5 separate regions of the Mus musculus genome follow, and all the other regions are linked to region 3. Evidence: chromatin contacts called from public Hi-C, HiCAR-type and HiChIP or PLAC-seq data. All regions are on one chromosome and are shown on one strand. Each heading gives the region's core, a stretch centred on a gene start, on an enhancer-like site or on the middle of the called end of the contact. The rest is flanking DNA. Distances are from core to core; before and after follow the strand shown. Region 1 overlaps St8sia6 (ST8 alpha-N-acetyl-neuraminide alpha-2,8-sialyltransferase 6). Region 2 overlaps St8sia6 (ST8 alpha-N-acetyl-neuraminide alpha-2,8-sialyltransferase 6). Region 3 holds the start of Rsu1 (Ras suppressor protein 1). Region 4 overlaps St8sia6 (ST8 alpha-N-acetyl-neuraminide alpha-2,8-sialyltransferase 6). Region 5 has its middle 21 kb from the start of Vim.

What was found. Hi-C and Micro-C count contacts between places; a contact is called where the count stands out from the background. HiCAR-type assays count read pairs that join an accessible place to other places. HiChIP or PLAC-seq counts read pairs in DNA pulled down with a chosen protein or histone mark.
Region 1: a contact with region 3 is called in an H3K27ac HiChIP or PLAC-seq map of regulatory T cells, with 6 times the contacts expected there. The contact joins the enhancer-like site here to the promoter of Rsu1 in region 3. A contact is called at or near these places in 11 of 39 promoter capture datasets (the 3T3-L1 cell line, 3T3-L1-derived adipocytes, the C10 cell line and 7 more), 1 of 15 datasets of contacts at CTCF or cohesin (pro-B cells), 14 of 484 Hi-C or Micro-C datasets (B cells, the C2C12 cell line, CD8 T cells and 9 more), 11 of 115 datasets of contacts at active chromatin or transcription factors (the 230-238 cell line, acute myeloid leukemia, bone marrow-derived macrophages and 6 more) and 2 of 9 other capture datasets (adipose tissue and liver).
Region 2: a contact with region 3 is called in a Hi-C map of adipose-derived mesenchymal stem cells, with 3 times the contacts expected there. The contact joins the enhancer-like site here to the promoter of Rsu1 in region 3. A contact is called at or near these places in 1 of 39 promoter capture datasets (hippocampal neurons), 3 of 484 Hi-C or Micro-C datasets (CD4 T cells, adipose-derived mesenchymal stem cells and regulatory T cells), 5 of 115 datasets of contacts at active chromatin or transcription factors (bone marrow-derived macrophages, large pre-B cells, memory CD8 T cells and 1 more) and 2 of 9 other capture datasets (adipose tissue and liver).
Region 4: a contact with region 3 is called in a HiCAR-type map of embryonic stem cells, with 3 times the contacts expected there. The contact joins the enhancer-like site here to the promoter of Rsu1 in region 3. A contact is called at or near these places in 4 of 39 promoter capture datasets (the C10 cell line, the HPC-7 cell line, hippocampal neurons and 1 more), 1 of 15 datasets of contacts at CTCF or cohesin (large pre-B cells), 5 of 484 Hi-C or Micro-C datasets (CD4 T cells, CD8 T cells, bone marrow-derived macrophages and 2 more), 12 of 115 datasets of contacts at active chromatin or transcription factors (the 230-238 cell line, bone marrow-derived macrophages, cardiomyocytes and 8 more) and 3 of 9 other capture datasets (adipose tissue, liver and macrophages).
Region 5: a Hi-C map of embryonic fibroblasts shows a contact between it and region 3, with 12 times the contacts expected there. The contact joins the enhancer-like site here to the promoter of Rsu1 in region 3. A contact is called at or near these places in 17 of 39 promoter capture datasets (the 3T3-L1 cell line, 3T3-L1-derived adipocytes, the C10 cell line and 11 more), 4 of 15 datasets of contacts at CTCF or cohesin (CD8 T cells, the G1E-ER4 cell line, the NIH/3T3 cell line and 1 more), 142 of 484 Hi-C or Micro-C datasets (2-cell-like embryonic stem cells, the AML12 cell line, the AtT-20 cell line and 85 more), 38 of 115 datasets of contacts at active chromatin or transcription factors (the 230-238 cell line, CD8 T cells, the NIH/3T3 cell line and 26 more) and 3 of 9 other capture datasets (adipose tissue, liver and macrophages).

What each region holds. Positions count from the first base shown.
Region 1 is chr2:13,670,470-13,675,668 of GRCm38.p6, reverse strand. St8sia6 (ST8 alpha-N-acetyl-neuraminide alpha-2,8-sialyltransferase 6) reads left to right here. Exons shown (of 8, transcript NM_145838.1): 5 at 3,042-3,186. Among named protein-coding and RNA genes, the nearest start is that of Vim, 99 kb to the right of the region's middle. Within about 2 kb of position 2,803, at least 10 of the 459 cell types and tissues checked have an H3K27ac peak or open chromatin away from gene starts, as enhancers often do. A contact at or near this core is called in double positive thymocytes and regulatory T cells, where this site is marked.
Region 2 is chr2:13,721,917-13,727,465 of GRCm38.p6, reverse strand. St8sia6 (ST8 alpha-N-acetyl-neuraminide alpha-2,8-sialyltransferase 6) reads left to right here. Exons shown (of 8, transcript NM_145838.1): 3 at 3,934-4,023. Among named protein-coding and RNA genes, the nearest start is that of St8sia6, 69 kb to the left of the region's middle. Within about 2 kb of position 1,670, at least 21 of the 459 cell types and tissues checked have an H3K27ac peak or open chromatin away from gene starts, as enhancers often do. A contact at or near this core is called in adipose-derived mesenchymal stem cells, where this site is marked.
Region 3 is chr2:13,268,003-13,273,477 of GRCm38.p6, reverse strand. It overlaps Rsu1 (Ras suppressor protein 1), which reads left to right and starts at 2,063. Exons shown (of 9, transcript NM_009105.4): 1 at 2,063-2,278; 2 at 2,456-2,567. The coding sequence starts at 2,459. It overlaps Gm13270 (a long non-coding RNA gene), which reads right to left and starts at 1,901. Exons shown (of 3, transcript XR_865976.2): 1 at 1,766-1,901.
Region 4 is chr2:13,765,355-13,770,163 of GRCm38.p6, reverse strand. The region is part of intron 2 of St8sia6 (ST8 alpha-N-acetyl-neuraminide alpha-2,8-sialyltransferase 6); the gene reads left to right. Among named protein-coding and RNA genes, the nearest start is that of St8sia6, 26 kb to the left of the region's middle. Within about 2 kb of position 1,978, at least 5 of the 459 cell types and tissues checked have an H3K27ac peak or open chromatin away from gene starts, as enhancers often do. A contact at or near this core is called in embryonic stem cells, where this site is marked.
Region 5 is chr2:13,592,791-13,597,791 of GRCm38.p6, reverse strand. No RefSeq gene overlaps it. Among named protein-coding and RNA genes, the nearest start is that of Vim, 21 kb to the right of the region's middle. Within about 2 kb of position 3,346, at least 3 of the 459 cell types and tissues checked have an H3K27ac peak or open chromatin away from gene starts, as enhancers often do. A contact at or near this core is called in the HL-1 cell line, embryonic fibroblasts and trophoblast stem cells, where this site is marked.

The sequences.
Region 1 (5,199 bases), core at 1,554-4,053, 400 kb before region 3:
TTCAGATTGATGCAAACGCCTACAGCCATGTAAATGGATGACAGATGTACTTAGTAAACAGTTGCAGAATCTAGCTGGTGGTTACTGAAGGGCCCATTGTCCCACTTTTAACCTTCCTGTAAGCTTAAAAGTGTTATTATAACACACTTAAATAGTATAATTCCAGAAATGCCTATTAATACAAGAAAGCACTAATAGAGGATCCTGGTTGATGTTTGTTCTTTATGGTTTTGTAGTATTCTCGTAAGTACTGAATATCTTTATTAAGTTACTTATTGAAAGTAGGTAAGAATTTATTATATTATTATATTGCCCTTTCTTAGAATACAGTATTAATGATACATTTAAACTGAGAAGCACACATGGTTATGAGCTTGCAGAGTGATAAAAGGATTGTTAGTTAAGTTTATAATTACAAACTACTGGGTATTTTATTTACATTATTACTTATTATTATTAGGTTTGTTTATCTCTATGAACTGCCTTTTAGAAATGGTAGATACTAAGGGACAGAAAGATGGAAAGGAATAAGCAGCTAACAGAAATCAACTAAGAAGAGTGTAGTAGTTTTTTTTTGTTGTTGTTGTTGTTTTTTAATGAACAAGTTTCCTGATGAGTAGAAAGTTTGACCTTGTATGATTGACTTTCATTTTCTGTAACCTGAGAATTACTGGAATTTTGAAGGATAGAATTTTAAATGATCAAAACAAATTAGTGCACTGTGTTACTTCAAAAGCACAGAACTCAGTAGGAATGTGTCTGAAAGGACGCCTTCAAAACTAAGACCCAACATAAAAGCATGGGGCTGGAAAAGAGCAGTGTGAGTACTCTTCCCACAGCCAGGTCCCACACAGAGACAGTGCCTTTTCTGTAGTGGGTGGTTCCAAGTGCATACGTATTTCATAAGTAATATAAAAGGGACAAGCTCACAGAGTACCAGGATGATGGAAATCGTGGTAACTGGGCTCTACTCAGAAAACACCGAGGAAGGGGATTCTGCAAGGTCCTGCCAGGTGGAAAGGTGAATCTGATGGTTGGTTACTGAGTTCAGTTGCTTTCAGAGTTGCTAAGAAAATGAATAGAGAAAACAGATCTCAGCAAGGAGATAGCTTAGTTGTGTAAATAGAAGTCTCTCTTGACTTATAAGGTGATTAAACCCTGGAGTAATTTAATTATTAAAAGGTGCTTTGGCATCACCATCCATGAGGAGTTACACAAACAAAATGGATAAGTCATGAAATTTTGACATTGGCCTGTTTTATAGTAATTTTCCACTTTAAAAATCATCATATCGATTGACTATTCTCAAATAAGTGGCTATACATTATTGCTTAGGTGGCTATACTGCTACTCAACTTAGTTTTTTGTATTGTTATAATTATTACAAAACAATTGTTAAATTCTACTTTCATATCTTGAATTGTCTTCATTATTCCATTCAATTGTGTTTTCTCAAGCTTCCTTAAGGCATTATCATATCCTTTTTAATGTCCTTGAACATACTCATAATTGCTTCAGCTAACTTGCTTTTCTTTAGCCTGTTACAATACACCTCTTGGTCCCCCAGGTTCTTCATGCAGCCCCTGTGAGCCATCCACTCTCACCCATGTCCATCTCTTTGTGACTCCCTGTTAATCAGCAGAATGGCTTTCTATCCACAGTTGCTACATTTAGCTGATATGTTTGTGGGGAGACATGTTGTCTTGGCTGTTCATCTTTGTAGTTTTGCCCTGGGATCAAAGTATCTGGTGTATCTATATGTAGCTCTCTGGTTTCACCTTGGTGGATGGGTGTTCTGTTCTCAGTCCCAGCCAAGAGTAGGATGCTGTGGGACCTTCATAGAGAGCGATTCTGCAGGTTGGCAGGGAGTGACAAAGGAATTGAGGAGAGCTAGAAGGAATGTTGACAAGGTCTGTGAGAAAGAGCTAGGAGAACCCCGAACCCCGAACCCCAAGTCCTCACCACAAGGCCAAGTCTCAAGGGGACAGAGATGAGGAGGAGCCTATTACAAAACAACTGTATAATATTTTCCTTCATCATCCTTGCTTGAAAAATCCATTACATAACCTCCCCCCTACCCATGGCTGTCTGAAACCCCAGACAGTGTTGGGCCTCGTGTGTGTGTGTGTGTGTGTGTGTGTGTGTGTGTGTGTGTGTGAATGATGTATATGTATTTTATGTATGTGCACATATAATATATGTATAGTAGATATATAATATGTATATGGTATATATCCATAGTACTTATTAAATAGACATAGTATACATAGTATATAGGTGAATATAGATACATTGTTAATGTATACCACATATATACATACATAGAATATTATACATGTACATGTTTAGCTGATAAATCCTACACAGTAAGAGATTAACAATACTTACTCATGATAAAATATAGTTAAAACTGGGGCTAAAGAGATGGCCCAGTGGTTAAGAGCACTGGGGTGCTCTACCTGAGGACTCAGGTTGGATGCTAACACCCACATGGCGATTCACAACTATCTCAACCTCAGTTCCGGGGGAGCTGATGCCCTCTGGTGGTCTCTGCAAGTACTGCACACAGATGGTGCCGAAGCATAGGAGGAAATCAAACCCCCACAACACATTAAAAAATAATAATAATTAAAAATACAACCATAACAATGTGCTATATTAAAGTTATGTGAAGTGGGTTTGTACTGAAATTTTCTTGGATCAGAATTTCCTCTGGGTGATTGAAACGTCCCAAGCTTATGATGGCTTACTGTGATGGATTCTCTCGTTTCTCTGTCTGTCCTGGCCGTCTGATTGCGTGGAGGTTTTTAACCTTTGCCACGGCTGTGTTCAGGACTGTTACCTGCTGTGAAGTGGGCTACTGCCTAAGGGTGTGTATGTTTTCTCACCACCCCCCACCCAGGGCTGCAGAGGAACTCTTGCCTGCCTGACTTGACTTCTTTTTGAAACTCGGCAGCGCAGCTCCTCTCGCTGTATCTGTTAAGTCCGAGTTTGTCTCTTCGTTGTCGTCTTCTGCTTACTTTCATTCTCATCCGTTATAGAGCAAAACTGGCTTCCTGTTGCGATGCCATTCAAGACTTCGTGGTTTCCCAGAACAACACTCCAGTGGGGACTAACATGAGCTACGAGGTGGAAAGCAAGAAACACATCCCCATTCGAGAGAACATTTTCCACATGTTTCCAGTGGTGAGTGAGGATTGTGTGACGTCATAACACCCAGTAATGAGAGTATAATTTTAAAGCTATCATGTGAATGTTATATATGGGACATGTAGAGTGGTGGCCTGTCAGAGAACGAAGGAATTTTATCTTTTTCCTGCTTGGGGCTGAACCCAGGACCTTGCCCAAACTTGATCAGGCAGGACTCTACCACTCCATCCCCAGCTGGGCCCTAATGAAAACAATTTTGGCTGCAGTGTGGCCCCCTCTGAAGAGGGTTTATACAGTAAATGATAAGTGCTTTCAGCCCTCCACCTGACTTTTCAGTGAATGTCCTGAAACACTTGGAGTTTCAGAGCTGTAGTGACCGAGCGTAGGGAGGTGACCACCGTGCTTTGCCTAGAATCACACTGTTCCAATTGCCATTTTAGATGACTTACACCCATTCTTGTGGCTTAGCATTGTTACATGACTATGTGAGTGTCTCGGTCAAGTCACATAACGTCCTCAAGACGAGGCTTATTGTCTACTGTGTTCACTGCTATATTCCAAGTGCCTAGAACATTCCCTAGTGCATATGTACACTCACTACACGTCTGTAAATAAACATGAGTAAACGATACATACTCTGATGCTAGGGGCAGTGAGAAAAAAACTTTTTATGGATTACAAATACAAAATTGAAGAAATTTTTATCATAAAAAAATCTCTCACTTATATTCATGCATTCATAGGTGTGTTTTATCAAAAAAAAAGCAATGAGGCCAAATTGATATGACAAGCATGGGATCAATATATTTATGCAGCATACTACCAATAGTTATAGTTTTGTGCTTAACTCCCTCTTTGTTCATTATTTGACTTCTCGAAACATAAGTTATTTCAACCTTTTTTGTATTGCACTTCAGAGGAAGAATAATTTGTTGAGAATAACTGAGAAATACCTAGAAAATGATAAAGTACTGGAAATATTCTAGAAGAAAAGGACAGAAAAGGTACTCATTAAACAGATAAAATCTTTTTTAAAGTAAACAAATTTGGTGTTTTTAAGTGATAAAAAAAGAGCACAGCTTATTGTAAATAAGCGTACTTCAAGAAGGTTTAAGGGGAAAAAAATCTTAGTGGAACCTATAGCTTATGTATGTAATCCTTCCACTGGGAAGGTAGAGTCAAGATGGTCCTGGTTTTTGTTTTTTGTCTGGTTTTGTTGTTGTTTAGTGGGGTGGTAGCTTTGTTTTTGTTTTTGTTTTTGTTTGTTTGTTTGTTTGTTGCCAACCTGGACTACATAATGAGACTGTCCCACATACCAAGAGCTGGAACTTTGTATGGCTTAGTGACAGAATTCTTGCATAATAGGCACAAGATCTTGGGCTCCATCCCCTTACTACAAAAACATACAAAAGGCATACAAAGCAAAGCCAAGACCCTCATAAAACATCCTATTGTGTCCCGAAACTACCAGTAGTGAAACCATGCTAATAACCAAGTATTTCTTTGTACATGGGAGGCCTAGGATAGTCTTGTAAGCAGTGCCTCTTCATCTAGGCTGCAGATGTTCACATGCATGCCTTCTGCTGCTCAGCTCAGAGAGGCCGCAGTGCATCTGCCTTTCGTGCAGCATCTTGAAAAGAACTGTCAAGAGTTGGTAATTTTGTATGATAATGACTGCATGCGTTTCCTGTTATCCTGAATTGTTTGATTTTAGTTGGAAAACAAGAAATGCTGCAGTGACCTGGGTAAAATGATGTCACCTTGTGCTGCTTCCATTTACCTTCCAAGGCTGGGATTCAGGATGCAAGCAGCCCCTACCCAAGGCCCACACGCCCCTCTGCTCCTCTGAGCCCATAGCTCCCTAGGACCTCCAGAGCAGCTTGCCATGAAACCTTTCCATCAAAACTATGAAGTACCTGCCTCCAAAAAACTGCTTTATTTTTAGGGAATATTGAGGTTTGTAATTTATTTCTGCTCCTAGTGAATTCTGGTTCCCCAAACATATGGCTGTTTCTTCCCAACTGATCAAGAAACCAGAGAAAACAGTCA
Region 2 (5,549 bases), core at 421-2,920, 450 kb before region 3:
GCTCAGATCAAGTGTTCCTGAGAGACAGACCACTGGGGGATAATGAGAAAGGATGATAGAAATAGAGGTCTGTGGAAAGGTTTGGGGAGAGAAGGCAGGTTTCAAAGGCAGGAGACCCAGAGGCAATGTACAGAAGACCTGTAGCTAAAGACCAGTCATTACTTTAAAGTCACATCAGAAAATGAATGACAGGAAATACCAATACATGCAGAACAGTCTAGAATAAAAAGCTGCAGAAGGGTTGTGACTAGCAGTCAGAAGCTGGGGAGCAAGGAGGACTGTGGGTGAAACCAGATACCCTGAAAGTTGGGAAGCAAAGGCAAGGCACTGAGATCTCCTTTGACATAGTGATGTTTGCTGAAAGCCAGTCAGTGAATTTATAAATAAAGGAAGTGGGCAGCTGTGGCTTGTAATTAGGATGGGCAATGAAGAGAGAGTGAATAGCAAGGTGACATATTTTGCTTTTTATTTCCAGACAGTAGTGAATTGATCGTGGCAATAGTACACAGCCAGAGAGTAAAGATGCTTTCAGAAAACGTAGTAGAGAGGGACCTGGTCACAGAGGAGACAGAGAAGGCTGGGGTGGCAGATACATTATCATCATGTGAGTGAGGAGGTCTTTCTTTTAGTCAGAAGGTCAGGACTGACAGCTACGGATTAATCGCACCCAGCAGCACCGTATCCTCTGAAACGGGCAGCATGATTGAATGAGATGTTAGCAGGGCAGTGAGTGGTCAAGACACTAGAACCGAACGCCTACAGTGGCCACTGAGAGAACTGAGGCTTGAAATAGAGTTGTTAAGGCACATAGAGGGCCGGACCAACTGGACACCATGAATTTGTCAAGTCACCAGTCCTAAGGCATCAGGACCAGGGATATGTATGGTAGGAGCTTTATTGTTTCAGTTGCTTATTTTGCAACAAGTGAGAGGATGTTGGTGGAGGAAGGCATCTAGGGAGCTGGCAGTATGTGGCAGAGGTGGCAAATGCCTCAGATGCATAGTGAGGCAGGCTTGCTCAGGGACAGCTGAGCAAGGATGGTCACCTTTCAGAGAAACGTGGACAGGAAGGACAGTTGGAGTAATCTCAGCTTGCTTGTCTGAGAAGCATTAAAAGCCAACCTACTCCCCAAATTCTAGCATATCTCCAGAGGGAGGATCACAGTGCTATCTAAGATACATCTCCTTGGTGGCAGAGGCTAGAGGCCCTTGGTGTGGAGTTTGGTGATTATTATATAAGCTCATTATTTTCTCTTTGATATAATTTTGTAAGAGGGTTTCATCCAAAAATTGCAATGACCTGGAATTATACAACAGTAAGTACTTGGAAGGGGACAGAAACAGAAATGGTACTTGGAGCTTGCAGAATCTGTTTGTACAGACAGTGCCTAGGAGCCATCCGAATCCTGTTCTGCTTTCTTTCCCTTCACTAACAGCTCAGGTCCCATTGAGAGTTAGTACCAGATGGGTCTTCTCATTATTCATCTTGTTTAAAATGTGCTCCTTGCAGCAGACTGTGATGTCGTTTGCTTCTGTGCCTTTTTCTGTGGCTTGCAATATCCAGTCTGTTTCACCTGTACCCTGGTCCTTTGGGTTGGATCATTCTAACTAGATCCCTGGGAAGGCTTACACATCAACCCACAGTTGACTCATAGCAGTCTCTTGTTTTACCACATTGTATCTGACTCAGAGTCTTTGGCATTCCTGTTTTCCTCATGACTGCCCCTTTCTCCATTCCCGTTAACTTAGCAGAAACTTGCCTCCCAATTGGATGTTAAAGAAGGCTTGCCATTGCATCCCCTCAAGGTTGCATGCTCACCTTCAAGATGGATCTGCTTGCTGGTCATGAGTTTTCCCACCTCAGAGCTACAGACGTTTCTTGTTTTCTTACACCAGAGAAAGGTAGAGGTCAGGAAAGAAACTGAAGATTTCAAGTGAAAAAAAGGGTTGGAGAGACACAGAAGGCAAAGGAAACTAAAAGACTCCTTGCCTGTTCTCTTGGGATTGAGTGACTCCCTGCAGGTAGAGATGTAGGCAGCCTCTATAAGAACAGAATAATTGGCCTAGAGGAATTACTGACTGACATGAAGTCAAGTTCAACAATGAGTTTAGAGCAAGAACTCAACAGATATTTATTGGCTTCTATGTGTCAGGTCTTTTCATACATACCCACCCCCACCCCAGCCCCATTTAATCCTGTTAGCTGTGTTATTGGTAAAAATTAAAGAGAAACTCCCCTGCTGAAGGCTAAGGCCAGACTGAAGCCCAAAGGCAAGGTCATCCTCACTGACTCCAAAGACCCCCTTTGCCTCTTCATCTCCACTCTGCATCAGACACTCTTCTCTAATTTGCACACCGCATGCCTGGTTTATGGCTGGGCAAAGCTATTTTGTTTTTATTAAGAAAGATACTTTCCAGTTTAAGGGAAGGTGTATATGACAGTTCTATTGGTCTCTGGTTGTCACCGGCCCACAATTGAGCATTACAAAGGCATCATAATTCAAAGCACTGCTGGCTGGGTAATTCACTTCATTAACAGTGCTGCCTGGATAAAACACACAACAAATTAGAAATAAACAAATGCTTGGGAGCACGATAATACATTAGACTAGCACAAGAAGTGCTTCTAGAGAGAGGATGAGAGGTGGGAAGGAAGAAGTAGGGAAAGAAATTATATTGGGACTCAGAGTTTGTTTTATCAAATGTATTATTACTGTTATTATTTGGTGAGTGTACATGAGATAGATAAATAGATAGATAGATAGATAGATAGATAGATAGATAGATAGATAGATAGATAGATGGATGGATGGATGGATGGATGGATGGATGGATGGATGGATAGATAGATAGATAGATAGATAGATAGATAGATAGATAGATAGATAGATAGATGATAGATTGTGTGTGTGTGTGTGTGTGTGTGTGTGTGTGTGTGTGTGTGTGTGTGTGATGCTTACATACTGTGAAGGTCAGACAACTTGTGTGAATGTGTTCTTTCAACTGTGTGTTACAAGAACTGAAATCAGGTCACCAAACTCGGAGTCATAGTGCTGGCCGTCGGTGAGATTTTGTGAGCCCATAGGTAACACACACCCAGTACTTTTAGGAAGCCCCTCTGAAAAATATTGTCGACTTATCCATGAACCTATCTTGCTTATCTCTTTACCTTCATGCCCCCTCCTTCTCTATCACCCCTCATGCCCAGTGTATCAAGAAGTCCTGACTCCAGAGAAGATCTCAGATCTGTTTGCTTGTCTTTCCTGGTGGATCCAGGCACAGTGTGTTTACACTATGTCCATGACCCTCACTGTGTCCAGGAGTTAGTTACTTGACATGTCTGTGTCCAAGAGATTTGTTATATCAGAGAGTCAGATAATAACATGAGTGTGCCCATGGAGCTCATTAGTGCAAGACGCCATTGCCTTTGTCCTAATGCTGATTTTTGGTTTGCTTGTATTCCACCTCTGATTTTCTGAGTTCATAGAAACCAACATGTGGGGCTAACATATCAGAAGTATTACAACAATCAGAAAGCAGATACACCTGTGTTCTTTATGGAGAAAACATTAATTTCCTGTGTCTCTAGGCTTCTTACCCAAGACAGCTCTTCTTTTTTTTTAAAGGCTATTTACACGCAATGATTAAAATCAGTTATTTATTATAAATACTAACCTGAAAATACAAAAATGCAAAAATGGAAATAAAAAGCCTTCTGCATGGATTTTTTTTTTTTAGTTTAACTTCATTTTTAAATTTTAGATCTATCAGAGGTAACAATATCAATTTCGTTTCCCAGGGAGAAATTCAATAAAGGAATAAAATCCAAGCTTCATTTGGATACAACCCCTTATCAATTAAATCTGATTTATATTAATAATATCTTACATACTTTGATATTAAATCATTTTTTCCAATCTTTTTCCTGAAACAGCACATATCTGGATGAGAAGACAACCCAAATAACAGAGAAATGCAAAGATCTGCAATATAGCTTGAACTCTTTATCTAACAAAACGAGACGGTAAGTTGCACTCTTCCCAAAGCATATTTGAAATGATTTGGAAAATCAGGCTGGGCTCACTTCAGGCTGGATTTGGCTCTGAGAATGCCCCTCCAGTTGAGGAGGAAGGAGCAGGGACACAGTGCAGATCAAGGTCATGCTCTGGCCGAAGGACTCAGCTTCACTGTCCTAGATCCACATTTATTATGCTCTATGTGTTCTGGCTAAAACTTAAAGCCTGCACACCCTTCTGAAATTTTGATATGTGTTTGAGGCATTATCCTAGGAAAATGTTCCCTTTCACAAAATTTTGCTTACAATTTCAGGTTAATGGTTTACCCCTGGCCCCAGCTGTGGCTCACCCATCACTCACTGACTGGAGTTTATAATCTCATACTTTTCAATGATCCCCTACATCCTCTTCTTCAAACTAGGGAGAAGGCAAACCAACATGTCTAATCTCTATGCAAGGAAGAGGTGTTGGTGGCCCAAGGTTCTGATATCTGGGGTGCTGCTTGGATTGTAGCTGAGAAAATCTAGTAAGACTCTGCCTGTGGAGTGTGGAGTAGTGCTGTGTTTGTTAGCTCCTTAAAGGAGCCTGGGCACATATCTCAAGATGTAGGGGCCTGTTTAACACATACAGGGCCCAAGGTTCAATTCCAGGACTGACAAAAAAAAAGTGTGTAAAGGGGGTGTGTGGAGTGGGAAGGGCAAGAGAATCTTCTGAAAAGAAGTTTCTATATTTCATTTGCTGAGTGCTTGGCTGAGAAATGGAGAAGCTGGCAACAGGCAGGAGACAGAGTTAATTTCCTTGTAGGCGGCTGTGTAAGCGAGACTGACCCAGGGTCCTTCTTCTCTGTGCTTTTCTTTCATGCTTTATGCTAATACCCCTCTCTTACTTTTCAACTGTGAAAATGGTGTGGACAGAGAAGGAAGGGATTGAGCAGGTAATCCATTTTCTCTTTCCGTGTGTGTAGGAGGCTGACCTGAGAAGAGAAGCCAGGGTGTAGGTGAACTGGTCCAGCCTGCTTTGCAACTGTACGCTGGGACAAGCCAGTGTAGGACTTCTACTAAATGCTTTGAGCTCCCTAGTAGTAGCTTCCAGACTATGATAGAGCTAAGTGCTCCCCAGCGTGCAGGAGGCAGGTCCCCTTTGAGAATGTTCAGCACTTTCTTTATACAATAGGGAGCTGTTTCACAATGGAGCCTGCTGTGTGAAGAATCTGATGCAGCTCACATAGAAATCTCATGGACTGTTCTAGACTAAATCCTCCTTGGGAAGGCCAGACCAACATGGCAACCCTTGATGTCCCATGCCTCTCTCTGTTTTGACTCAGCCTTCTGACCGCCCAGATTCTTGAAACCACTGGAAAACATAGACAGCCCAGATTCTTGAAACCACTGGAAAACATAACAATGCTATGTGGGCTCTGATTTGAGTCAGTTCAGTTGGACAGCCTAATCCTGCACAACAGATGGACTATTAGGACCATTAGGACTATTAGGACTTATCACCTTCTCTTTAGATCCAGATGATTAGTGATAAG
Region 3 (5,475 bases), core at 814-3,313:
TCCAGGAGTTGTTTGTGTGTGTGGCTGCCTGTTGCAGTGAGAGATGGTAAGGCAGGAAGTAGGGGAAGTAGTATAGCTGACACTCATAACTGCCATTCCCCTGCACCAGCAAAGGCAGGTTGGGGATGACTTTCTGCACAGAACTGTACTCTTGTCTCTAAAGAAACGTAACAAATAACTCAGGGAGAAAAGGATGCAGACTTAGACGGAAACAAATCCACTTACAACAGTGAGAGGGGGTCAGGAAACAACACAAATCATGCAGAAAAATCAGCCAAGGTCTTCAGGCTTGAACATGAAATGTTAACTAAGATCAATTACCAAAAAAGACTCTTGCCTGAGGAGCCAACAAAAGTAGACTGTTGAAACAAACTGACTTAGCAAACAGAGGTAAGGTTAAACTTATTGTCTTTAGAGCTGCTGAGAAAAAGAAATATCCATTAGAGGAAGAAGGGAAGGTCATGATGCAAGAGATCTGCTGTGGTCATCATAGCTGCGTGGAGGATGAACTGAACTGGGGTGAGGGAAAGTAATGTGAGGGTGCAAAGAAAGGCGGCAGTCTCCAGGCTAAGGGGGCAGGGTAGGGGTAGAAGACATCAAATCTTCCTGCATTTGACTTTGGGCTTCCAGCCTTCAGAATTATGGCGTTTTGTTACACCAGCCCTAAATGATGCTTTAAACTTATATAGTAAAACTATCTCCATCAGAAACAGCCAGAGAAAAACTATCAGTAACCTTTCAAAAAGCACTAATAAATATTGATGCTTTGGGCTTAGAGGGCTCACAGAAACTGAAACTGCATCCACAGCTTGTATGAGACTGTGCTAGATCAGTGCTCTCAGCAAATGTCTAGCTTAAGAAGTGATGAGGCAAGCCGGGCGTGGTGGCACATGCCTTTAATCCCAGCACTTGGGAGGCAGAAGCAGGCGGATTTCTGAGTTCGAGGCCAGCCTGGTCTACAGAGTGAGTTCCAGGACAGCCAGGACTATACAGAGAAACCCTGTCTCGAAAAACCAAAAAAAAAAAAAAAAAAAAAAGTGATGAGGCCTGGACAATGCAAGTTGCCTGCATTGCAAGTATCATCGTTTCATCTGAAGTGTGTTTAAGGAGAAATTTCTGCTTTCAAATTCAAAGTGCCGAATCTTTTTCTAGTACCTGCTTGGCTCATTGCTTATATATGTGTGTCTAAACTTCTGCACGTCTGTCTGACTGCTTATCTGTCATGTACCTAATGCCAGAGGAATAATTCTGGAATGATTTCCTATTTAATAGTGTGAAATTGTCACTAAGATTAAGTTTTTTACTGGGTCATCAAGATCTAGTCATTAGGAGGTAGAACCCAGAGGGTCAGCAGAAAGTTTATCTATCTATCTATCTATCTATCTATCTATCTATCTATCCATCCATTCTATTTGAAGAAAGTGGGAGAGTTCTAAGAGCCAAGATTTCACGGTTCATGGGTGTAAACACCAACTCAGACTTCTGACATAGTCGTGGTTTACTGTTAGCATCTAACCCTAAGGGAGATAGATTCCAGTTCCCAAGACCAAAAGGAACGGAGCAAAACAGTTAGATACAGAAACCTGTGAGTTACCAGCTGAGGACATAAGTTTCGGGCGGAATCTTTGTCTTCAGAATCTTTACCATAATCCAGACCTCATACCTCCACCAGGTCTGCGACAGCCAGGGGCACACGAGGGACTCACGGTAACAACTCTCCGTGGGAGGGGACCGGCAACGAAAGACGCAGGACAAAAGAGAGTACCTGACTTGTGGATTTCTCAGGACGGAACTCCAAATCCCTCAACACAAGCTGCATTCTAAGAGTCTACCTCGGTACCAGCGACCAGCTTAGAATCCCCTGCTTCCGCCCACAGAACTTTGTCCTTCAGCTAGCTTACTGAGCATGCGCAGAATCTAGATCACATGCACTTGCTGAGTCCAATTCAAGTTCCAAACTCAAGAAGATGGGCGTTCCTCAGCGTAGGGCGGAGTCTCTGAGACTAAAACGTGTACGATTGGTCCGCCTCGGGGTCCACTTTCTTCAGTGGGCAGAGCCTCGCCTGGAGCCACAGCTGGGAAACAGTTCTCCTAATTTGGGAAGTGTCAGGCCGGGAGGGGCGTGGGGTTGGCCGGATTTTGTGTGCGCCTGCGCGATCGCTGGGACAGGGTGTGTTCCTGCTGCGGGATCCTGTTTTCGGCTGATCCAGTTCATCGCTCTCCACCCGAGTTTCCCTTGCAGGTCCCTAATCACACCCACCAGGTGTTGCTCGCTGCGGTGAGTGTGCGGGGTCCAAGTCCTCCATTAAGGACTCCATGGTGATACCCATTCTCCCCTAGGCAGCCCTGGAGAATTCAGCCTGGGCCTCTGCTCCTTTCCTGCCTTAACCTGCCCCACAACCCCCAGGCTCCCATTTTTGCCATCATCCACGTGCTTTGTTGTCCTTTGCTACAGAACATGTCCAAGTCACTGAAGAAGCTGGTGGAGGAGAGCAGGGAGAAGAACCAGCCGGAAGTGGACATGAGTGACAGGGGTATCTCCAGTATGTTGGATGTCAACGGCTTGTGTAAGTTCTCTTGGACAGTTGCTAAGTTTGTAAGTAACTGCTCTCTTGGGAGGCGAGTTTCGGAAGCCTGCCATTCCACCTTTGCTCGTCACTTGGTCACTTGTCAGGAGCTTGCAAACCACAGTTAGTTCTGCTGGGACTGGTGAACCAGATGAGAACGTCACACGAGGTGTGCTGCAGTTCCTTCTCAGCGGGTGAGGGAGCTTCATAGCTTTGAAGTCCATCTTCCATGTAGTGTCCCAAGTAGCCATTTTTGTTTGTAATTTGGAAGTCACGTTTTACTCTATGAATCATGAGCTGGTGGTACTCAAAAATTACATGCATAGTAAGAATTCTTGTGCCAGTAGTATTTTCAACATTTTCCTTCATTACGTATTCCTGGGTCATTCTCCCATTTGTGTTCAGGCATTGCTCAATCTTGTGATCCAAGCTCAGCACCCGTTTAATCAGGGTGTTGCTTTCAGCTGTGAACTTATATGACTCTTACTTTATTGTTTTTTTCTCATCTGTAAAACCAGACAGGGAACTCAGTACAAGTGGGAATGGTCATAAACTCCATTGCCTGTGCCCTTCTCATGGGCATCTCCTCTTCTCCACATGGAGACGGTTATCCCCATGTGTAAATGCTGCATCACTATCGCCAGATTTTGTGTTGAGAATTCTAGTGTCCACTTTTTCATGATCTTTAAATTCTGCAAACTAATTCTGGTCTTTGAAAACACTTTTTAAGTAAGTCACCACGCTTCTGTAGGTTCCTGTGACTTCATTTGGATCCTCTGAGAGCTTAACTGTTGAGAGTGGTACCCCCACATTCCTCAGCGGGACATACAAGGTCTGATTCTGATCATAAACCGATCCCTTCCATGCATTCATTCCAAGCGATGTTGAATAAGCTCCACTGAGTGACCCTGAGCAGCCAGATCTTCCTGACTTGCAAGTCTGTTGTCTCCTTATCTATATGCCTTTCCACCTGACGTCCCTTAACTTAACTGCCAAGAGTCAGCTCAGACATCATAGCCTATGAAAAACGTTCTCTTTCTATCTTCCTGTGTGAACCCACCTTTCTACAAGGCACAGATTGCATAGCCTTTAATTAATTAATTTTTTAAAAAAGATTTATTTATTTCATATGTGAGTACACGGTTGCTCTCCTCAGAGACACCACAAGAGGGCTTCCATTACAGATGGTTGTGAGCCACCATGTGGTTGCTGGGAATTGAACTCAGGACTTCTGGAAGACCAGCCAGTGATCCTAACCGCTGAGCCATTTCTCCAGTCCAATTAATTTATTTTTAATCCAGTAGACTCTCTTCCTCATTCGAATACCAAGAGAATATGCAATGCCATGCTTGTGTTCTTGAGAATAGTGTCTGGAACACAGTCGGCACTCTAAATGTTGATAGGAGTCAGAGTAGGATGTTAGAACATCAACCAGAGGGGAGCTGTACAGAGACCTTAAAGTCAGTGGATAGCTTCCTAGGCATGAAGACTCTTGTCTGTTCTTGGAGTACAGGCTGGGATGGATGTTGACACATTAAGGCCAAAGTGGACTGCAGACATCTAGCTATCATGAAGAGTCCTGCTTTGACATACCCTTAGCATCTTGATAACTTCTTGGTTTGGGTGACATGTGTTGGTCTCTTGCAGTAAGAATGGGTTTGTGGTGATTTTTGACACTGAAGTGTCTGCCGAGGATCTAGACACTCCCATTGCTTTGGCTTTATTTCGGTTTCCACTGCTGTAAAGGAAGAAGAGGCTAAACAGAGAGCAGGGGACCAGGTGCATCTGCGCCCTGAACAGCACCTAGTTCTCTGCCTGCTGCATGCCTCCCTATGGGCTGAAGCCTGAGCCCACAGTGGTCTGAGCCATTTGTATCATTCTGGAAGATGAAGACCCATGTAATATTAACAAATGACAAGAGTAGCTCTGCTATTTCAGTTCAGCTCCATTATCTCTTTGAAGCCTTGGCTCTTACTACAGGGGAAAAGATAGCCACTTGCTTCCTGAAGGGGAAAAAAAACTGCTTCTGGTCTAATACTGGGGGATAAAAAGCAAGGTCATTTCTGTAGTTGCTCAAACCAGAAACCAAGAGACAACATTGGTATTTCTTGGAAAGATCAGCGGAAGTTTAAAAATCTCACTCCCTCTGCTGGTGTTGGCTTAAGGAAGGGCTGGGTGTATTGAGTCCTTGCTGTCAGGACTCCTAAGAACCTGGAAGACTGTAGAGTGTTCACTGGAAGCCTGACCCTAAACTGGCTTTATCAGCCACTCACTGGATTGGAGCTCAGTGGTGGAGCGTTTGTGTAGAACATGTGCAGTTCTGGGGTTCATCTCAAACACAACACAAATAAATTTAAAACAGCAATCAGTTGGCATCCAATGTGGGTGCTATATGATAAAATTACCTCGAGTATTGTGTAAGAATTCTCTTCTTCTCTTCTCTTCTCTTCTCTTCTCTTCTCTTCTCTTCTCTTTTGCTTAGGTTTATCTGCAGCTATGACATTTAGAATGCAAGCATCCTGATTAAACACAGGAAACCATTAACTTACATGCAGAGAGAATGACTGTGTCTTGTACCCTAAGCTTTCCTTTTTTTGCATTTACTAATTTAACTTCTTAAAAATAATGTAATGATTTGGCTTTGAAGATGAGAAGGGAGGATTTGCATTTCTTTGAAGCATTTGAAATGCCAGCATTTCTGCTTGGGGGTTTGGGATGTATGAGCACACCAAAGTGTTTCCATAGATGAAGAGATGTGAGTTACCTTCTATTTTGTTGAGACAGGATCTCATGTAGACCTGGATGGCCTTGAACTCGTTTTGTAGTGAGGAGGACCCTCCTGCTTCCATCTCCCAAGTGCTGGGATCACAGGTGTGCACCACCACAGGCTACCAGTTAACCCTGCATT
Region 4 (4,809 bases), core at 729-3,228, 500 kb before region 3:
TAATATATGACAGACTTACTTGTGAGCACAGATAGAGATATTATTTCTAACATTCAAATATTGGAAGCAATGCACATTGGAGGCTAGATAAACAAATGTGGTATATCTATTCATGGCATATTAGCAATGAAAAGGAACAGCAGATGGGTACATGCCACAATAGTACAAACAGATTGACTTTATATATCTCATTCTAGAGTAAGGATCACCTTAGAAAATATCATCCAAGACAAAAACCAAATTGTCTCGTGCTTTGTGTTCTAGGGTAGAGTTGGTGTTGAGTGCAGATAAGTTTAAGGCATCTATTTGAGGAGATGGGACTATTATAAAAACCAGGCAATGCTGCTACTTTCATTATAAAAGTCACTGAATATTATTAACTATGTAATTATACTTACTATACACTGGAAAACTTATAGTAAAATATAACATCTATATTGAGATACTTGTGAGCATAGGAGCATCATGTTATTTTACGTGCCTATGTGGCTGAGTTTAAACAGCAACTGAAACATATAAGCAAGTGTTTTGTTGCTGGGCTATGCAGAAGATTTAAGTACTTGTAAAGAGATCTAAATTAAAAGCAAAGATTCCACAAGTAATGCACAGAGGCTTATGGAGTGAGATACAGATGATCCATCTTCTCTACTGTCTTAGGTAGGGTTTCTGTCGCCACAGTGAAACACCATGACCAAAAAGCAAGTTGGGAAGGAAAGGAGTTATTGGACTTATGCCTTCTCTATCATAGTCTACAACTGAAGGAATCCAGAGCAGGAACTCAAGCAGGGCAGGAACAGGGAGGAAGGAGCAATGCAGACACCTTGGAGAGATGCTGCTTACTGGCTTAATCAGCCTGCTTCCTTATAGAACCCAGGACCATCATCACCCCAGGGATGGTACCACTTGCAATGAACTGGGCCCTACTCACTGGTCACTAATTAAGAAAATGCTCTGCAGGCTTGCCTACCTCCTGATCTTATGGAGGCATATTTTCAAACTGAGGATGGCTATAGTTTGTGTCAAGTGGTCATAAATCTAGCCAGCACACCTACCATTCTTTCTTATATTTCCTCCCAAGGTTTTTAGGCCATTTGTGTCAGGATTAAATTGCTGCTTATAGGATAGACACTAGTCATTCAGATGTGATATCCCAGGATGCCCAGTGCATTGAATAAAGCTCAATGGAATTGGGGAGTGCTAGCAATTACTGAGGTCTTATTACTATGCACTGGGCTTCTGTAGCTTTATGTACATGGGATCATGCTCTCTTTCAGCAGTGAGATTATGTAAGACTACTGAAACACTCACTTTACAGTAAGGAAAATGAAGACGCAGATACATTGTAGTAACCTGGCCCTGGCCACACAGCTGAACAAGGTACTACTAATGCCAGAGGCTATACTCCTGTTTTTAAGCTTCAGGTTGGAGAAACAACAGTTGAATTGTTTGTCCCGTGGACGTGCAGGGTGATTTCCCAAGGCATCTCTGGCGTCTCGAGGTGATTAGTGATCACAAATGACAGGTTTGCAGGTACAGAGGATTTGGGGAGATACAGGGGAGAGGACACTTGGTCTGGGTGCCATACCATTATTCTGTTGCTGGCTGATCAGCCTGTAGATCTTTGAATTCTTTCTGTCTGTGAAGTCAGACTTAATGAATCAGATGAGGAATTGCAACAAAGAATACAGAACAGCCCACGGGGAGAGGGGAGAGGGACATTTCAGGGGCTTGTCTGCATATCCTTCATGCAACCTGGGGAAGCCTAAAATGGAATAATACACGTGGGGGCTCAGCAGAGGAGTCCTTGCTGAACCTGGGAGGTTAGAAATACCTTGTCAGACTTGTGGTTGTCTCAGAAAAGCTTTACAAGCCAATCAAGGTCAGGGGTGTGTCTCAGTGGCCACTTCAGGTAGCCTTCCTCTGCTATGAAAGAATCATCAAGTGTACTGATTATGTTTCTCAGAGACTCCATTGTTTCCCTAAGGACCAGCTTTGTGTGTGACTGCTTTGTCCTTTTAGCCAGACGGAAGGAAGAGGCGAGCACACCCTTTTCCTTGTGATTTTCATCAAAAGCCAGTCCCCTAAGGAAAGAATGATTTGTGAGCAAACACTTCTATTCAGACTCAAAGGGGTGATTTTTCCCTTTTCTTTTGGAAATGTTCTTCCCAGCAGAGCACTGACTCTAGCACACAGTCAAAGGTTATTAATGACTTCATTCACCCCTTCAGCAGATATTTATTCTTCTGGAGACCCGGACTGTTATCTTAGAGGCTGGACTGCAGGAGAGTGGCTATGCAGGTGGGACCTAATTCGATTTGGGGAACAACATCCCTCTTGCCTTAGGGAGGTGATTGCCAGGTTCACTCCAGTGCATCCTCAGCAGAGCGCGTCAATCACTTAATCTCTAGGGATCTTTTGAGGCTGTGACGCAACCAGCTAGGGTGGCAGGGACCATGACCTACCTCTGAAGGAGTGGCCCACCCTGTTCAGGAATGGCCCCCATCATCCGTGTGGGGAACAAAATGCATCATGTGCTGTGAGCACCCAGAGCAAGTACTATCCTGGGAACAAGTCCAAGCACAGAAAGTCTCAGAACTGTAAAATTCCACAGAGACCACAGGAAACTCAAGGCTCATGCATAAAGGCTGGGCATAAAGGGCAAGATACACTGGAGAATGAAGCCCTTTCAGGGTGCTTGATGGTATGGCTTGAATCAAAAGTGTTCCCCATGGGGGCTGGTGAGATGGCTCAGTGGGTAAGAGCACCCGACTGCTCTTCCGAAGGTCCGGAGTTCAAATCCCAGCAACCACATGGTGGCTCACAACCATTCATAATGTGATATGACTCCCTCTTCTGGAGTGTCTGAAGACAGCTACAGTGTACTTACATATAATAAATAAATATTAAAAAAAAAAGTGTTCCCCATAGGCTCCTAGTTTGAATGTTGGTGTCCCAGTGGTGGTGTTCCCCAGGGAACCTGTAGGAGGTGGGGGGGGGAGCTACAGAAGCAGATCACTAGAGATTTACCTTGAAGGTTATATTTCTGCCCTTGGTTCATGTCTTGCTCGTCTGTTTCCTGGCCAGATGGGATGTGAACAGCCTCATCCATGGGTTCCCACTGCCACTGACTGGCCCATTCTGCCACACCATCCATATCATGATGGATTAAAACCCTCAGAAGTTACAAGCCAAACAAGCCTTTCCTCCCCTGATTAGCATCTATCAGGTATTTGGTCAAGGCCGCACAAGAGTAACAGATACAGATTGAGTCTAGGATGCCCGCTGAGGATGGATGGATGGACCTGAGATGGAGAAGCAGATGATGATTAGCAAGCAAAGTGGTGGTCCTTGTGAAGTAACCCAAGCATTCTGTCACCGACTATGCAAACCCATTCGAGGGTTTTCGAAAGGTGCGGTGAGATAAGGTCTAATTTGGAGGGGTGATTTATCTTGAGTGAAGCAGAGCTGCTGCCCACTGTGATAGTCACCTCAGTTTTTAAATCTTTCGAGAAACACAGGCCCGAGTCCAGGTGTGTACCAGACTCCCATCCTGGGAAGTGGGTACTTTGTTGAGCAGATGCCTGGCACTGCATCTGTGTGGGATCAGTTGGGTTATCTCATGGACATCCTCCTAATTAGAAATTAGACCAAAAAAGGGAAGGAACCAAAGGTTGAGAAAACACTTAGGACACTGTCATAGCCAGAAATTAGGGCAGGGCTAAGTTATCACCCATGATCTGAGGTTGGGGTATGGCTTTAAGGAGACACACAAAGGGGTTTCAGTTTTCATGTGTTGGCAATGGGACAGAATTTGGATGTAAAAGGAGCACAGTCAAGTTTGGGAATATGCAACTGTCAACTAGATTTCTTTGGCAGCTATAACAAAGCATCTCAGACTGCTGAATTGGAAACTCCTTCTTCCTGTTCTGGGGGGCTGGAAACCTAAGCTTAAGGTCTACTGCAGCCTTTCTCTGTGGGTTGTGAGTGGCTGTCTGCTCCCTGTATCCTCACATCGTCATCCCTCTGTGTTTGTTCCTACATCTCCCTTCCTCTGGTGACTCCAGTGATGTTAGTATAGGGTTGTCCTAATGATCTTATTTTAATACAAGTTTTTCCTTAAGGCTTCTGCTCTGACCATGGTTATATGCTGAGGCAACAGGTACAGAACATCAGCACATGTACTTTTAGCCCACAACACATACATTAAACAGTATTGAGTGAGCTTTTAGAAGTAGCCTGTTCTAAGGAGCAAGATGCTGGGCTTGCCTCTACTTCCCATGAGTGAAATTGATCTGTTATTTATATGGTGGTAAAAGACAAATTTTAGGCAAGAATTTCTTTTTCTCTTCAGATAGGTTCTTACAATTACAGTTATCTACATTTGGCTTTGAACTCACTGTATAGCTCAGAGCAGCCTTGAACTTGTGGTGATCCTTCAGGGTCAGCTTTCTGAGTGCTGAGATTTGCAGGCATGGGCTACCATGCCTGGCAAAGTGAATTTTATATTGCTATTCTGGAGGGGTGTTGGAGTTGATTCAGGACCTGAAACATGCTAGACAAGGGCTCTGGTACTGCGCTGGACTGGTTACATGGGAATTTCAGAGAGAGAGCCAGAGTCCCTTGACCTGAGTAAGTCATGTCCTGAACATGGCCAGGGTATTCAGATTATGCACGAGGCGAGCTGTGTGAGGAGAGAAGCCTAATGTGTGGGGACTTAAGTGCAGTGTATCCAGAGAGGCCAAAGCCAAAGGCTTAGAATTCTGGATAGTATGTAGAGATGTCTCTGCATCTAAGTGTATATGTGACAGG
Region 5 (5,001 bases), core at 2,097-4,596, 320 kb before region 3:
TGTTAGGTGAGACTGGGAGGTGACCAATGAATGGTAATGAGGAGGACTACACATAGCCCAGGATGGTTCTAGATTTTTTAACGTTCCAAGTCACCAAAATCATGGAGGTCTAACCTGTTCATCAACTTTGTAGGGTCTTCGACATGAATGTGGCTTTTTATTCTGCAGCTTTCAGTTCACAGGGACATGTCTATCTTCTGAATGAGAAGTGTTGCTTCTTACTCATGTGTGTTTTGAAGTGTTAATTTCAACAAAGTCTGTTCTGAGTTCAGGAAGCAAATGGAAACTTCTGCTGCTGCTGCTGCTGCTGCTGCTGCTGCTGCTCTTCCTGGGGTGGCTGCTGCTCTTCCTGGGGTGGCTGCTGCTCTTCCTGGGGTGGTTGCTGCTCTTGCTAACTATTTTAGTAACTGAGTTTACAGCTGTATATCTGCAATAGATAACCATAGAAAATATTAATGGATATTTTTCACCTCAAGTCCCCAGGAAGGTTGAGTTATACCCATTGTATTTTAATCCCAATTCCCAGAAATTAACAATGGCCCTTAGAAAGGGCATGTGAGTTTTGTATGTGCCAGTAGATGTCAGTATTTCTTTGAACACTACAATGGTCTTGCCATTCTTTGTCATAAGGGCAAGTGTCATAGTGGTTTCTTAGATACTTTTTTTTTATTTAGAACCATCTTCTCAGACAAACATCTTCAATGGCATTAGAGAACCTGAAGAAATCCTTCTTATGGAGGGGTGTGTATGGTAAAGAGATAAGGATAGAACCCAGAACATTCTACTACTGAGCTACATCCCAGCCCTAAAGAACAAGTCTTTGTCCAATCTTCTCTCTCTCTCTCTCTCAATCTCTCTCTCCTCTCTCTCTCTCTCTCTCTCTCTCTCTCTCTCTCTCTCTCTCTCTCTCTCTCTCCCTCCCTCCTCTTTCTCTCTCTCTCCCTTCCTCTCTTTCTCCCTCCCTCCCCTTCCCTCCTTTCCTCCCTCTCCACTCCTCCCTCCCTCCCCCTCTCTCTGTCTCCTTGTTTTTTCTCCAGTCTTTTGCCTTTCTTTCTGCCTCATCTTTACACCGTTTCTGCCCCATCCCCTTCATTTTTTTATGTAAAAGATGATTTTCTCCTATGAAAATATTTTTATAAAGATGTTGGCAAAAGACATGGGTAACACTCTTTGGTGGATAAACCAGACTCCACTATCACAGGTTTTAACAACCCCACAGTGCTAAATGCCTATTAAAAGGAAGGGCTGTTTGAGGTGAATCACTAATCCACAGAGCATGAACTGGCAGCTTTGAGGAAATTCAGTTACCTGGGCTTCACTATGCTTTCTCCAAAGGCTGTATTTATTTTTTCAAATGGTGTTTTACATGCAATGTATTCTAGGTCCTGATTCAGAGCATTATTCGTTATTCAGTGTATAAGGAGGCTGAATCGGGTTCACCAAGGACTAGGATTTAAATTGGCATGCATTTGATTTAGATAGTGGTCTTTGATTTGTGTGGCTTTTTCATGGCTCTGCTGGCACTATTTCCACGAGTAACAATTTAATTCTTCCCCACTGAGTGCTTTTCCTTGTTTGCTTTCCAGAATGACTTTGCTCTCCCTGAGCCACCCCCTCCACCCACCCACCCACCCCCAACCTTTGCTTTATATTAAGCACATAAAATCATTTGACAGGTATCTGAAGAGACTCACTTCTCTGACGAGGGAGGTCATTAGAAGCTTCTAAATAAGGGAAACGTCCTGAGAGGGATTAAATAAGAGAAACATTTTCTGAGTCATTAGACACTAGATGGGTTCAAATACCAGAAAAACACACTGTAGCACTCCACTTGGCACTGGTAATGACTTAATGCTTCTCCAGACTTCTCTGACCCTGTGAGGAATGTTTCTGCACTTCTGAGGCCTGATTAGCAACACAAGGCAAAAGATGGTAGGACCCACGGAAGGCTGGAAGACTGAGGGCTACTCCCAAGGCCTAGTTTATAATTTAGAAAATATGAAGATTGATGGCAAGAGTTGTTATGCTCAAAATGTCTAGAAATTGGATAGTTTAATGTTCCCTCAGAGCTTCAACCCATTACAAGGTAGAGGGTTTTTATTATTATTATTATTATTATTATTATTATTATTACTACTATTATTATTAATTTCTGTTTTCCTTTTCATTAGGCTTCTACAGTCCACACTTTGGAAGTGGACTTATATCTCTATTTCCTGATTTGCTATCTGGATGGCCTTGTCAATATTGCTTAATTATTGCCATCTGTAAACCTCAGTTTTCCTATCTATGAAGTGGGGATTACAAATGCTTGACTGATTGAGGATTGTGTGGGTCATAGGGTAGCTTTTTTTCTATGCCCATTTTCAATTTCAGGAACTTCCTTTAGAGCATGAATGTATGGCCTGCCTTTGAATGGAGTTTCTTATTTGATACTGATCAAGCAGTATTTGCAGATTCTGGGGACAGACCAATGAACAAACAAAGGGGACTCCTGAACTCAGGCAATTACATTCTAGGGAGGCCACAAAAACTGTCAAGTGACCCAATACATAAGGTTGCAATAGCAGGTTGAAATGAGTGTGTTACAGCAAATGTCGTTTTGAGAAAAAGAAAGATGGAGCAAAGGGACAGATAGTAATGAGGTCAAGAACAGTTACTTGTATGAGGAAGCATTAAAAGAAAAAGATAATTTATCAATAATGGTTCAAGAAGAGGAAGCCTGTGAGGTTGAGAGGGACAGAGATCGACACAGACAGGTAGGACACAGGAGAGATGGGAGAACTAATAGTATTATATTTTACTTAAGTTAAAAATAACTTTAAAAGACAATGACGATTTTGAAACTTTGGGGTGTTGAGAAATGAAGAGAGAGGCCATCAGAAGAACTAAAAGATAAAGGATTTTTTCTTTCTGGAGGCACAGTCTGAAAAGTGAAAATAACTGAAAGACCTGGTGTCCAAGAATCTTCAGAAGATTTGGGCTTCCACACAGTTATTTCAGGAAATGGTTTCCATCACTGAGTCACCTTGGCAGAAGGTATTAGAACCCAGGACCTAGGGTTGTGACAGTTTAAGCCTTTTCCTGGACACTACCTGCTGGGTTCTGAACCTGAAAATCAGCTCAAGGGTGAGAACTCATCAAAGGGTAAGCAACTTCGTGTGACCAAATTGCTACCAGCCTTTTTTGCCTCTTCCACTCCTGCCTCTGCTTGTAGGAGTTAAGAAGCACTCTTGATGGCTGAGTATATTTCTTTCCTAAAGAAGTCAGGGTATATAACTGACATCCCCAGCTTCCTGTGAGTCAGTGGCTTTAAATGTCCTTCCAGCCCTGCAGTTATTATGATCATGGTGGCTCCCTGGATTCTAACAGTTAAGAGATAGCAGATGGCCCCAGCCTCAGGCTAGGAAACAACGTCTACTCTATGCCTGCCTTACCACCATCAGCTTTGGCCTGCAGACCTCAGCTGTCTACCTCCACTACTGCTTTAGTGGTGGCTTCTCAGGTCTTCTAAGGAAAATTAAAAATTCTATTTGTTGTATGAAAGATTACCTAGGTATGACTGGGAGTGAGGCTCAGGGGACATCACCCCTCACTGCTAAGTTATTTGCTACTGATAGAGTTGGGGAGAGGAGGAGGCATTGTCTTCCATGATGACTCCTCCAGTGAACGGTTCCAAGCCAGTGGGCACACAAGTAGCCCTGATTAACTAAATGGGGCAAAGACTCGAAAAGAAAGCAAAACAAACCCAAAAAGTCATGATTCTGGGAAAGAGATTGATCAAGACGAAGAAAGAGAGATTGATTGAAATGTGAGAGAATCAACACAAGGTATATAGAAGAGAGTGAATAGAATTCTATACATGCATGGAACTGTTACATAACAACCTTAATTAATAAAGGAAACACTTATTAGATAAAGTGCCAATGACAGAGAAAAGAGCTGCAGAGGAACAGACAGGGGACTACATAGGACCACAGTGGGTGTTTAACGTTTTGCAAAGAGAGAATGATTAAGAAGAGTCTCTGTTTATGACCCTCAGATTAGTTACTTTTGGATCATATGTATCACATGACCTATTAAATGAAGGGCCATTCATCAAGGTCTTTTGAGTAGCTTTGATGTAACTCACCTCTTAGTCTTCCTCATAAAGCGTTCTTTCTATGAAATTTTGTTTACCTCGAACATTTCCTGTCTGCTGTTGACTTTGGCAGAGAAAGTAAAATCTCATCACTATAGTATTGTCAAGAGCACTTACAGTCAAACTGAAGAATGTCATGATCCCATGGCCTGAAGGCCAGGCACAGACTTAACCACACCCAATTCTTTTTTTTTTTTTCCTTTACTATTTAGCTTAGTTGAGCATACAGAGTGATCACTTTCATGACATCGTCTTCATACATGTGTGGATACAGATTCATGCATGCATATACATAGATATGCTGTAATTCTTCCCGATTATTTGACTGTATCCAGTTCTTTCTAGAACACACTAGAACTATATGGATGACCTCTTGCTTCCCTTGGGCTCTGCCGGTCTGAAAGCAAAAGCAGGTGAATGTGACTTGGGCTTAAAGGTGACAGTGGAGAACATGACAATGGAGAACATGAAGAATGATTTGCTGAAGCTCATGGCAGTTGGAACAAAAACTGCCTGATTCTGTCACAGCCCAAGGGGAGAGACATTTTGAAATGAATTCTGCCGAGAGCTGATTACATTGTTTCACAGGCAGTTCATCCTATCTACCACCCGTGGACAGCTCCAACCAATCCATGCCTTTATTCTCACAGTAAACTAACTCATGATCGATGAATCACAGAGGGCATGAGAATTTATCTGGAGGTGGTGCAGAGAATGTTCAATTATCTAATTGGACTCATGACCCTAAACACATTCGATTACATAACTGGAGATTCTGTACCCATATTTAATTGAAACATGGACTGGATTGTGGCAAGGGAAAAGTCAGTGAATGGAAAAAGAAATAATTTTAAGGCAGA